Regions from separate parts of the Mus musculus genome. Here region 2 is linked to region 1. A link is a contact called in public HiChIP or PLAC-seq data. All regions are on one chromosome and are shown on one strand. The core of a region is the stretch at or near the end of the contact, and the rest is flanking DNA. Distances in the headings are between cores, read along the strand shown. Region 1 overlaps P2ry6 (pyrimidinergic receptor P2Y, G-protein coupled, 6). Region 2 overlaps Fchsd2 (FCH and double SH3 domains 2).

Evidence for each region. HiChIP or PLAC-seq counts read pairs in DNA pulled down with a chosen protein or histone mark.
Region 2: an H3K27ac HiChIP or PLAC-seq map of trophoblast stem cells shows a contact between it and region 1, with 6 times the contacts expected there. The contact joins two enhancer-like sites. A contact is called at or near these places in 4 of 39 promoter capture datasets (the 3T3-L1 cell line, the C10 cell line, HPC-7-derived erythroid cells and 1 more) and 3 of 115 datasets of contacts at active chromatin or transcription factors (embryonic stem cells, microglia and trophoblast stem cells).

The regions. Positions count from the first base shown.
Region 1 is chr7:100,941,675-100,947,613 of GRCm38.p6, forward strand. All of the region lies in intron 1 of P2ry6 (pyrimidinergic receptor P2Y, G-protein coupled, 6), which reads right to left. Among named protein-coding and RNA genes, the nearest start is that of Arhgef17, 12 kb to the left of the region's middle. Within about 2 kb of position 2,272, at least 140 of the 459 cell types and tissues checked have an H3K27ac peak or open chromatin away from gene starts, as enhancers often do. A contact at or near this core is called in trophoblast stem cells, where this site is marked.
Region 2 is chr7:101,130,288-101,136,226 of GRCm38.p6, forward strand. All of the region lies in intron 2 of Fchsd2 (FCH and double SH3 domains 2), which reads left to right. Among named protein-coding and RNA genes, the nearest start is that of Fchsd2, 24 kb to the left of the region's middle. Within about 2 kb of position 3,259, at least 2 of the 459 cell types and tissues checked have an H3K27ac peak or open chromatin away from gene starts, as enhancers often do. A contact at or near this core is called in trophoblast stem cells, where this site is marked.

The DNA.
Region 1 (5,939 bases), core at 1,022-3,521:
GGCCCCTGTCCAGACCTCTGGCTTTGCTTGAAGGCCCCCAAGTCCTCTCCACACGCCCCTTATCCTGCCCTTCCTCACTCATCACACTGTTCCCAACATGGTAGAGCCACTGGCCACTGAGACCCAGCCCCCTCTCTGACCTGTCCAGCTCTGCTGATCTTTTCACAAACACGTCCATAGTCTACTTCTGTTAGCCAGAACCTGAGCACCTCCAAATTTAAAACAGCACCAAGTTCATGAGCCCATCTTGATCCTCCCTTGAGTCCCCAGCTGAAGAGACCCCACCCAGCTTGCCAAACTGTCCAACCACTCTGTCCCACACCATATTGGCTCATTTCCTCAAGACACAGACACTCACATACAGCATCCCATCACCGTCCTGAGTTGATAGTTCCAAGTGTGTTGGGGCACTCAGGACACTCAGACTCGGAGCTGCCCATGCTCCTGTCCTCAGCCACACTGTAGCATCTCTGGCGTAGCTTTGGACAGTTTCCTCTGCTTCCTGGCGCTGCTAGCTCTGACTGAAATAGCCCTTGGATGGGGGGGCACTCCCTGTCACCCCCCACACCTTGGCTTGGCGGAAACAGCCTGGAGGAGCACAGAGCTGAACAAAAGTCATCCTTCCCAGAACTCCCTCTCTAGCCATGGGAGGAGGGGACATGGGCATGGGCAGACCCAGCGAGTGGCTTTCCACCCAGCTCTCCATCAGTGTTCTCATCTGTTGAATGTATAGGTGTGTTATCACAGTTCTTGGCCCTTCCCTTAGCTGTGACAGCTGAGCCACCAGGATTCCATTCACTTCTCTGAGTCTGTACTCCTATCCCAATCCTCCATCCATTTGGTAGGTCATCTACTGACATGCCTGTCTTCACCTCCCTCCAGGTGACAATCCACTTGGGTACTTCTTACCTAGATATTTTATTGCCCATACGTCCTTTTCACTACGCGCCCTTATTAAACACATACTGTGTGCCGTCAGCTCTCCCAACATTCCACTATTAGTGGTTGCTGTCCCTTCTACTTAAAGACCAAGGGTCATGAGGTTGGGGGTAGGGGTGGGCACATGAATGGGGCTTTATAGCTGTTGGGACAGCTAGAGGGTGAGAGGTGTGTTCTTCAGGGCAGAGGCAGCACTCAGAGGGGAAGATGACGGGGGCTTTGGTGTGAAGTCAGTGAGGCAAGGGGGTGGGGGCAGGGCACGCAGGGAACGAATGCCAAGCTGGTAAGTGGGGGCCGGGCTCATATCCTGCCTCTGCTCCCACTCCCATCTGTTTCTCTTAGCTGCTGTCTAGAATGTCACAGTTGCCACCTGCATGTTGAAATGCCACAGAGAGTGAGGACTCTTCCTACTCTGTCACTTGTAAAGGAGCCTTGTAGACTGTAGATGCCGTCTGTGCACTGAGCCTACCCCAAGCCCACTTTACAGGACAGGGAGCCGAAAATCTGAACCAAAGTGAGACCAGGCAGATTGAATTTCAGGCAGACATTTGGCCAGCTGTGTACAAATTGGGCACCTACGGTTTATTTGCGTATGAGCCAAGAAATCCAAGCAGCCACGGAGACCTGGCTTTCTTCCCAGTAGCTAGCTCCTGTGGTGTTCCCAGGACAGGCTCCGGTGGCACCAGGGTCTGTCCCAGGATTGATGCAACTTTGAAGGATTAAGGGAAGATGGGGTGCTGACCCTGGGGCAGGGCAAGACTTGGGTCAGACCTCTAAATGATTGTGGCTCCTCCAGGGACTGGAGTAGTCCCTGTAATGAGAGTCTGAAGCCATGAGATGGCGCTAGTGGACAGCTGAACTGGATGAGGCCACTGTGCCCATGCTTCAGGGGCCGCCTGCTAGTCTGGCACTGAGCAAGCCCAGGACATGCCCCTAGGCCTGTTCCTCTGGCCTTCCTCAGGATTCCTCCTACTTATCTATCCCTCTGTCTGAGTCTCACCCTCTCAATGCACTTACAACAGCCATTTGAGTGTCAGGCCAGACGTAGCACCCTGACACCAGGCATCCTCCACCCCTCTCTACTCTAGTTCCCTGGATATACCATCACCAAAAATACCACAGCCCTTTACCCCCACCAAGGGACAACCTACATTTGCTTCCTTCCCTCAGTCCAGGTGACAGCTATGGGTTCAGTTCTGCAGCATCGTCAACCGCATGAAGACATCAGGAAGAACTGTCTCACTGTTTCTGATGCTACTTAGGACGTAGGGTCTTTGTGTAACCCTTCATGTAGCCTGTAGGATAGAGGCAGGAGCTGAAAACTTGAGTCACCACCTACCGGGTAGTTCTCTGCAGCTGCTGGACCTGGGAAGAAACTTCCCAACCTTGGGCTGCCTGCCTGCCTGCCTGCCGGGAAACCAAGCTGGGAAATCCCCTGGCTGGACCCCTGGCCCATGAATTTAGCATGGAAGGCACAGGATCGAAGGGTCAAGATTTGGTTTCCTCCTTCTGAGTCAGGCTGAGACTCACCATCTGCCTGCTGTGTGGCTTAGGGCCAGCTTTCCACCTTCTCTGAACCTGAGAAACTTATGGTCGCTGTGTTCCCTTCCTTACAGAGACATCACGCCCTCTGTCCCAGGCATCACCCAGCCCTGCCCCTGTGTGTTATCCATCCTTGGTGCCCTAGAGCCACCTACATCTAGCTTGATCCCAGACCCTGGCACTCGGAGAACAGTGGGCAAGGGACAGAATCCCTGCTTGGACAGTTTAGGTCTCAGCAGGCTAGAGCTGGCAAAGCCAGCACGAGGCTGCAGGGAGGGCAGAGATCTGCTTTCTCTTCTCCCTTTTACTTCTTCTTCCCCCTCTGCTCAGCAGGGACCATGTGGAACTGAAAGCTTATTGTGAGTGTGAAGGAGAAGCTGCACACTGGGACTGGGGCCCTTTCATAGCCCTCCTCTGAGATTGATGCCCCCATCCAGTTCTTCCAATAAAGCCTGGCCCAGAGCTGTGTGGGAGGCACCTTGCCCTGTGCCTGGGCTCCAGGCTCTTCCACCCCTTCCTCTCCCACAGTAAGTGGAATATATACACTGCTTAATCATAAGGACTGCAGTTGGCTTCAGACCACTAGTGCCCCAGATCTGTCCATTGTCCAATAACCAGGCTCCAGGTCGTGGTTGGAAGAGAAGACTGAAGCCTAGCTTGTGGCCTGCCATGCAGGTAGACCTGGAGGAGCCCTCATTTTAGAGCCTTGCTCAATGGTTGAGAAGGAGAGGGGTTTCTGTTGGGCTTGCAAAGCTGGGAGGAGTGAGGCTGGAGTTGCCACAGCTGTCAGGACTGTGTGCCAGGCATGGTCCTGTGTCGCAGAGATATAAGCCCGAGAGAGGAGACTGCCAGAATCCAAGGGGGCAGAGTAGAGAGAGGAGCGCACAGGTCCCTGAGAACACTGTGGAGCTTCTGGATGCCGCCAAGCCTGAGACTTCAACCTCCCAATGGACTCCAGTGATGCCCACTGACAAGTTCTTGTTTTGCTTCAGTCCATTAACCGGTTTTCTATCCCTTGATATCAACCATCCAAAGCCAGACGTGGTGGTGAAGGCCTGTAAGCCTTACACCTGGGAGGTAGAACAGGGAAACTGGGAGTTCAAGGGCATCCTCAGCGACATAACAAGTTAGAAAGAGGAGCTGGGGATGTTGCTCTATTAGCGTATTTAATGTTCGCAAAACCCTGAGTCCGGTCCCTAGTACTGCATAGTCCAGGCATGGGAGATGGAAGCAGGAAGATCCAAAATTTAAGGTCATTCTCAGCTATGCGAGTTCAAAGCCAACCTGACATCATGCATGAAACCTTATCAAAAAAAAAAAAAAAAAGAAAGAAAGAAAGAAAGAAAGAAAGAAAAGAAGGGAATTGAGAGATTGCTCAGTGATTAAAAGCTTATGTGTTGTTTTTTTTTTTTTCAAGGATCAAAATTTGGTCCTAGCCTCCATATCAGGGAGCTCACAACTGCCTATAACTCAAACTCCAGGAAATTTGATGCTTCTGACCTCCCATACATACATACATACATACATACATACATACATATAAACACACACACATACACACATACACTCTTCATATATATATATATATATATATATATATATATATATATATATATATATGTATGTATTCTAGATAATGTTGCCTTGACTGTCCTGAAACTTACTTTGTAGCCCAGGCTAGCCTCAAACTCAAGGAGATCCACCTGCCTCTGCCTCCTGGGATTAAAGATGTACACTACCATGTGTAGCTTTAAATCTATATTTTTTAAACCAGCCATCTTGCCTGCAGTTCTAAGCTGGAGTAGGGCCTCCACCTCTTCTCACACAGTTTTGGTCCAGAAGTCCATCATCTCTGCATGGGAAACTAGAACGGGAGGGCAGGTGGGGACAGAGGGACAGTCTAGTGGAGCACAGTGGCAGCCAGAATGGTTCTCAGAGTGACTGACCACTGTCATCTCAGTAGCTCCTGGCAGGACAGTGGAACCCATTTGGGCTCCCTCTGCCATGTGTCCTAGAAAGTCCTTTATATCTTTGAGCCCCCATCTTCCCGGGTACTCACTGCTAACTTCTTGGCTGTTTAGTGGAAGCCAGACTGGGTTAAGGGCTCTGGTACCAGAACCTTACATGGAACGAGCTGTACTGACCCCACAGGATAGCATTGGTGGCAATTGCTAAGATGTGATGTCTTCCTAAAAATCTCATAATTTAAAGTCTTTGCCCCTGGCTGGCAACACTGTGGATAGCGGATCATCAGGCCATTGATGAGAAGTCAGTGAATCAGCTTGCGCATAGTTCCCATTGGATGGGATATTAGAAGGTAGGGCCTGGTTGGAGGAATTGGATCAATGGGTGGGACTTAGGACTCCTTCCCCCTCCAGGCTGACACAGGGGCAGCAGCTTTGTGCCACCATGCCCTCCACTGTGATGTTCCTGCATTGCTGCAGGTCCAGAGCTCTGAGGCCAACCAATCAGGAACCAAAACAAAGACTTAAACGATTGTCTCAGATTCTGTACAGCGATGACTAGGCTTAGACACAGTGGTGACTTGTCCGAGGTGACAGTGAGTCAGTTGGGAGCTGAATACAGATTTGAGTAATGATAAAGTCTGTGCTGGGAAGAAAGGGGACATTTCCCTACCAGAAACCCGAAGCCAAAGAGGCTGAGTTTGCCAGTGCACACAATAGTCACCGTGGCACCATTTCCTAGGAATAGGTTAAAACAATAGAGGCGAGGAGGCCCTCGGGTCACAGACAGAGTAACTCCCTCCCTCTTCTAACTCGGTGAGACACTGGACACAAGATCGGCTTTGCTTTTAGGTCTCCAGTTTCCCAGGAACCCTGGGAAAGGTTAGATGAGTAGATCCAGTCCGTGTAGCTAGGCCAGAGCGCGCTATCCTTGGTGCTACTGAGTTCAGTCAATTACTGTGTGTGTGTGTCTGTCTGTCTGTCTGTCTGTGTCTGTGTGTCTCTCTCGTTGGTGTCTCTCTCTCTCTCTGTGGTATCTGTGTGTGTGTCTGTGTTTGTGTCTCTCTGTGTGTAGTGTCTGTGTCTCTGTGTGTATGTGCGTGGTGTGGTGGTGGTGGTGTATGTGTCTGTCTGTCTGTCTGTGTCTATGTGTGTCTGCATTTGTGTTTGTATCTTTCTGAGTGTGGTGTCTGTGTGTATATGTGTGTGAATGTGGTGTCTCTCTGTGTGTGGTGTTTCTGTGTGTGTGTGTGTGTGTGTGTGTGTGTGTGTGTGTGGTAGTGATGGTGGTGCTAGTGGTGTGTGTGTGTGTGTGCCATTGCATGTATATGAAGGTCAGAGGACAACTTCTGGGTGTCAGTTTTCTCCGTCCACCAGGAGGGGCTTGGAGAGTGAGCTCAGGTTGCTTGGTGGCAATCACTTTTACCCACTGAGCCATCTTGACGGATGACACATTTGCTGGAGGGTAGGGGGATAATCACAGGAATTGTACCT
Region 2 (5,939 bases), core at 2,009-4,508, 190 kb after region 1:
TCTTGTTACTTTTGAGACAGTGTCTCTCTTTTAACTTAGCGCTTTCTGATTCAGCTAGACTAGCTGTTTAGCAAGGCCCAGTGATTCCCCGATTCCATCTCCCCAGGACTTGGTTTTTTACATGAGTACTGAGAATCTGAGTTCAGTTTCATGTTTGTATGGCAAGTTGAACCATCTCCCCACTCCCAACACATTAAGAAAAAGTTAGTGTTTGGGGCTTTTCAAGTAGCAGGGACATTATTGAGGACTTTGTGTACATACAGTAAAATTCATCTCCCCACCCCGTTGTTTTTCAGAGAATGACTCACTGTAGCCCTGGCTAGCTTTGAACTTGCTATGTAGATCATGTTGGCCTTGCACTTTCAGAGCTCTGTCTGCCTGTGCCTCCCAAGTGCTGGGAATAAAGGCATGTGTTTTCATTAACTAATTAATTAACTGATGAATTTTCTGGTGCTGGGAGTTGACCCAGGGGCTTGGATTTACTAGGCAATTGCTCTACCACTGGGTTCATGTACACGGTTTGTTTGGCGTGCTGATTGGTTTCTCAGTTGAGAAAATACCTCCATCAGATTACCTGTGAGAAAATCTGTGGGGCACTTTCCTGATTAATGATTTATGAGGGAGGGCCCGGTTCACTGTTGGCAGTGCCACTTCTAAGCTGGTGGTCCTGGGTTATATAAGAAAGCAGGCTCAGCAGACTGGGAGGAGCAGGCTAGTAGTCAGTGTTGAGATAACAGGTGCACCACTATGTAAAGCAGAAAGTATTATTTGTCTTCTGATCTGCCCCTCTCCCCTTTTATTTAGAATGTTCTATTTATTTTCCTTCCTCTTTTTTTTTTAATATGGTGATTTTCCTCCCAAAACATTTCTTAGGATATCAGATATTGGTAGCCCACAGTGGTTACTGTTGTCCAACTGTATAGTAGTATTTTTTTATGAGCAGGGTTGAATTCGTGAGTTTTATTTCAGTGGGCTTGCATGCATATCTGTAATCCTAGTTTTTGGGAGGCTGAGTTAGGAAGATTGTGATTTCAAGGTCTGCCTGGACTATGTAGTAAGTTCCAGGACCTCCAGAGCCCTTTTCCTCAGCCTGCCAGTCATCTCATGAGGCTGTCCCCCTTCTCCTCAGCCTGCCATCTCACGAGGCTGTTGGCAGTGCAGATTCGAGTTGTTGCACCAGCAGTCACTTGCTGCCAGCGTGTGTGTAATTCCTAATTCAGTTCCGTCTCTGCTTCTTCAGAACACGAAGGAAACCCCTCTGCCAGCCCACAGTCCCACCTTCCTCGGAGACTTGAAGCTCATGTCCTAACTTTTCCTTTGTTACCCAGGTGTCTTTCATTTGAACACATTTTCTACTTCTATGTTGTATATCTTCTGGTTTTGTTGGAGATCATGTTAGCATCTGTCTTTTTAAAAGAGAGTATCTCAGCATGTAGCCTGGGTTGGCCTTAAAATTGTCAGAGTGCTGTCTCAGACGCCTGAGAGCTGGGGTTAGTATGAAACCACATGCCTGACTTTACATTTATGATTTGTTTTTTTGTTTTTATTTTCAATTACTTTTGGTGATTTCTGAGAAGGGTAGTATTCTGACTTTTTCTGTCATTTAATACTATATATAGTACTAAAATACACATTTTTGTTAGCATTTTCTGTATTTCATTAGTTAAAATGTTGAAACTAGATTACTTAATAAATTTGTAGTATTTACCATGTGCTGTTTGTTCCAAGTACTTTAAAAAAATAAACTAATTTAATTTTTATAATTCCGTGTTCTCTCTCATGGTAGTATACATTTGCTCTACTCCCCCAACCCTCTCTTTATGTAACCTAGACAGATCTGGAAATCTCTATGTAGCATAGGTAAGCTTTAAACTTAAGATACTTTTGTAGCCTCCTCAGTGCTGGGATTGTAGACATGAACCAAAACACAGCTTTATCCTCACATTTCATTGATAAGAAACTAAAATATAGTCAGGAAAATTAAGGAGATCTAAGACAAGTAGTTCCTACTTGTCTCTAGCATTTGTAGGCCTTTGGTTGGTGAATCCTTTCAAAGCAAGGTTCATAGCTCATTCTTTATGCTGGCATACTTTTTTTGTACTTTGTGCTTCAGAGTAGGTTGTTGTTTGTTTTGTTTATCTTACAAATTGAAACTTTGAGGTTCAATATGGCAGTTATGTCTATAGTTCAATCTACTTTGGGAAAGTCTGAGCCTATGAGTTTAAAGCTAGTCTTAGCAATGTTGTGAGAATTCATTCCCCCAAATAAAATAAGACACTGTAAAGTAAAAGTAAATTAAGTTAATGAAAGGTTTGTGATAACCTGCTGTAAATAAATCAGTTGGTACCATTTTTCTAGAGGCTTGTTACTTTGTATCTCAAGGTCAGATTTTGATAATTCTTGAAATAATTGACAACTTTTCCATTATTGCTTGTATATTGCTCTGAAGTCAGTGACCCCTCACATTACTATTATATTTGTTTTGTAATACCATGAACTGTACCCACATCAAATGGAGAATTTCATAACTATTGTATGTGTTCTGACTGCTCTGCTGATCATCTAATGCCATACCTTTTCATTTTCTGGACCTTCCTACTCCCAACTGTTATGGAAACCAGCCAGTTGAAGAGAGAGGTGCATTTGTTTCCCTTGGGGGCAAAAGCTAGAAATGATTAAGGTTAGTGGGGAAGGCATCTTGAAAGATATGCCTTTTGTACCTCGTTGTGACAAAAAAAAAAGTTGGAAAAGGAAATTTAAAATTGTTACTTCAGGGGTTACAAATGGTAGGAGACAGGGAAAGCACAAAAGCCTTTTTGCTTTAGAGAAAGTTTCTGTTGTTTGCTAGATCACACCAGCCACTGCATTATCCAAAGCCTTGTCCAGAGCCTACCCCTACTCCCTTCAAGTCTATGAACACTGGGAGAGGTGAAAAAACTGCAGAGGAAAATTTGAAGCCAGTTAGTTGGCTCATGACATTTAAGGAAAAAGCCATCTTTATGCTAGTAAAAGAAAAAGCATCAAAGGAAGCAACGAATTCTCATGGAGAAGCTGCAGTGTGTTATTCAGAAGGTAGTGCTAAGACCACTGAAGAAGGTAGCTGCACTGAATGACAGGATTTTGAGGTGAACAAAAAGCCTTCTATTGGAGGAATCTAGTACCTCCACAGCCATGCCTGCCTTTAAAGCTTCAGGGGAGGTCAGGCCAACTGCTGTGTAGGGGCTGTTGCAGATGGTGACTTTAAGTTGGAGTGAGTAATCACTTACTGTTCTAAAAGGCCTGGGGCCTTTAAGAATTACATTATATCTCTTCTGCCCTTTGTGGAGAGCTATAAGTAGAGCAACAAAAAGCATGCTTCATTGAGTATTTTAAGCTTCTGTTCAGATACATTGCTCAGAAAAAAAAAATTCTTTGAAAATATTACTGCTCAGATCTAGGTGTAGGTGTCTATATGTATTTACAGCACTTGTCAGGTAGAGGCAGTGGGGGGCGGGGAGTTTGAGGTCAGTCTGGACTACTTGACAAGACTTTATCTAACAAACAAGCAAACACCTGTGTCTCTATCCAAATGCGCATGTATGTGGATGGATGGATAAGTAGGTAGGTAGGTTTGCTCTGCTTGTTCACAGTATTCCTGGTCACCCAAGAGCTCTGAGGAATATAAACAACATTATACTTTTTTCACAATGCTAACATAGCATTCACTTTGCAGCTTATGCATTAGGGAGTAATTTTTATTTTCAGGGCTTCTGATTTACGGAATGCATTTTTAAAGGCCATATCTATTCTACCTCTGATAAATTTGAACAAAATAAAATCAATACTTTCTGTGAAGGATTCATAATCCTAGGCTTTCATTTTTTCCATTTTTAAATGTATTTTTCTCTCATATATTATACACTGACCACACTTTTCTATCTCTTCTCTCCTCCTTGTTCCCCCAACCCCCCAATACACTCCTCCTCTATCTCCCTTCAGAAAAGGGCAGGCCTTCCAGGAATATCAACTAAACATAGCATACCAGATTGCAGTAAAACTAGGCACCTCCCCTTGTATTAAGGTTGAACAAGGCAACCCAGTGGGAAGAAAAGGGACCTAGAAGCAGATAAGAGTCAGAGTCAGACCCTGCTTCCACTGTTAGGAGTCCTACCAGGAGACCGAGCTATACAACCATAACCTACGTAGAGTTAGGTCAGCCCCATGAAAGCTCCATGATAGGCAGTTCAGTCTTTGTGAGTCCTTGAGTCTATGTTAGTTGATTCTGTGGGTTTTCAACACTGATGTGACAAATTAATTTTTAAAAAGAAATTTCCAGTCAGCAACCATTACCCTGATCATATCTTCTCGTGTGCTAAGTAGAGCTTCTACCTCTGAGCTACATGCATAGTCTGTAAGATTCTCTATTCTAGATGCCATTAAGAACATCTGTATGAGGCTGGAGAAGGCCCAGATGTTAAAAGCATGGAGTGGTTCTCAATAAATGGGTTGTGACCCCTTTGAGGGTCCAGGAGTCACCAAAGATCCTCAGAAAACCAGATGTTTACATTATAATTCATAACAGTAGTAAAAATATAGTTATGAAGAAGCAACAAAAATAATTTTGTGGTTGGGGTTCCAAAAGGTGAGGAACTCTACTAAAGAGTCAAAACATTAGGAAAGGTTGAGAACCACTGTTGTAGGGGACTTAAGTTCAGTTCTCAGTACCCATATCAGGTGGCTCACAGCCTCCTGTAACTCCATGTCCATGAGGATCCAATACCTCTTGCTTCTGGGGGCAGGTGCATGTGTGCATGCATATACACATATGCCCCCCCCTCTTGTAAATAGAGATTTGTATCTGGGTGTGGTGGCACATGCTTGTAATTCCAACACTCAGGAAGTTGAGATAGAGAGGTGAAGAGTTTAAAGCCAGCATGGGCTACCAAGGGAGCATCCATTCAAAACAAAAAACCTAAAGAACATTCATGATTTAGGGAGGTCAGCTCTCAGGGCATTGTACATTCTAGACAAGTCCTCTCCTACTATACTACATCCCTAGCCCTTTTCATTTTATTTTGAAACAAGGTCTTGCTAACCTGGCCAGGCTAAGCTACCTTCCCAGGTGGCTAGGATTATAGGTATGTACTACCATACCTGGCTTATTTTGAAAGATTTGCTGTTTTAGTATTTAACTATTAAATTTAAAATATTCCACAGGTACAAAATAGTACACTAGTTATTGAGATTATTCCAAAAGTTCCTCAAAAGTTAAAGCAAAATTATCATATGCTCTAGCTGATCTGCTTACACATACATCTCAGTCCAGCGATGACTCAGTCGGTAAATCCTGATGAGGTAAGTCCAATCATCAGCATTTATGTGAAGGTGGAAGTAGGGAAACAATACAATGAAGTTGTTCTCTGACCTTTACATTGTGTTATAGCATTGGTGTAGCCACACATGTTATATACATATAATACATGTTTAATGTGTATGGATGCTATGGCAACACTATTTTTAATAGCTAACATCTGGTAATGACTCATGTCTATCACTAGGTCAAGGGATAAACAAAATGTGGTATAATATGATGGGATACTATTCAGTTAAAAATAGATGAAGCATTGATAGCATGTTACTTGGACAAATTTTTTTTTTTTAAGATTTATTTAATGTAAGTACACTGTAGCTGTCTTCAGACACACCAGAAGAGGGCATTAGGTCTTATTACAGATGGCTATGAGCCACCATGTGGTTGCTGAGAATTGAACTCAGGACCTCTGGAAGAGCAGTCAGTGCTCTTAACCGCTGAGCCATCTTCCAGCCCCTTGGACAAATCTTATAAGCTAAATGCGGTTGGGAGGATGGCTCAGTAAAGCATTCAAAAGCATGAGGACCTGAGTTCCATCTCTAGAAGACATGTAAAATTGTTGGGAGTAGTGGTACATGTAATTCCAGCC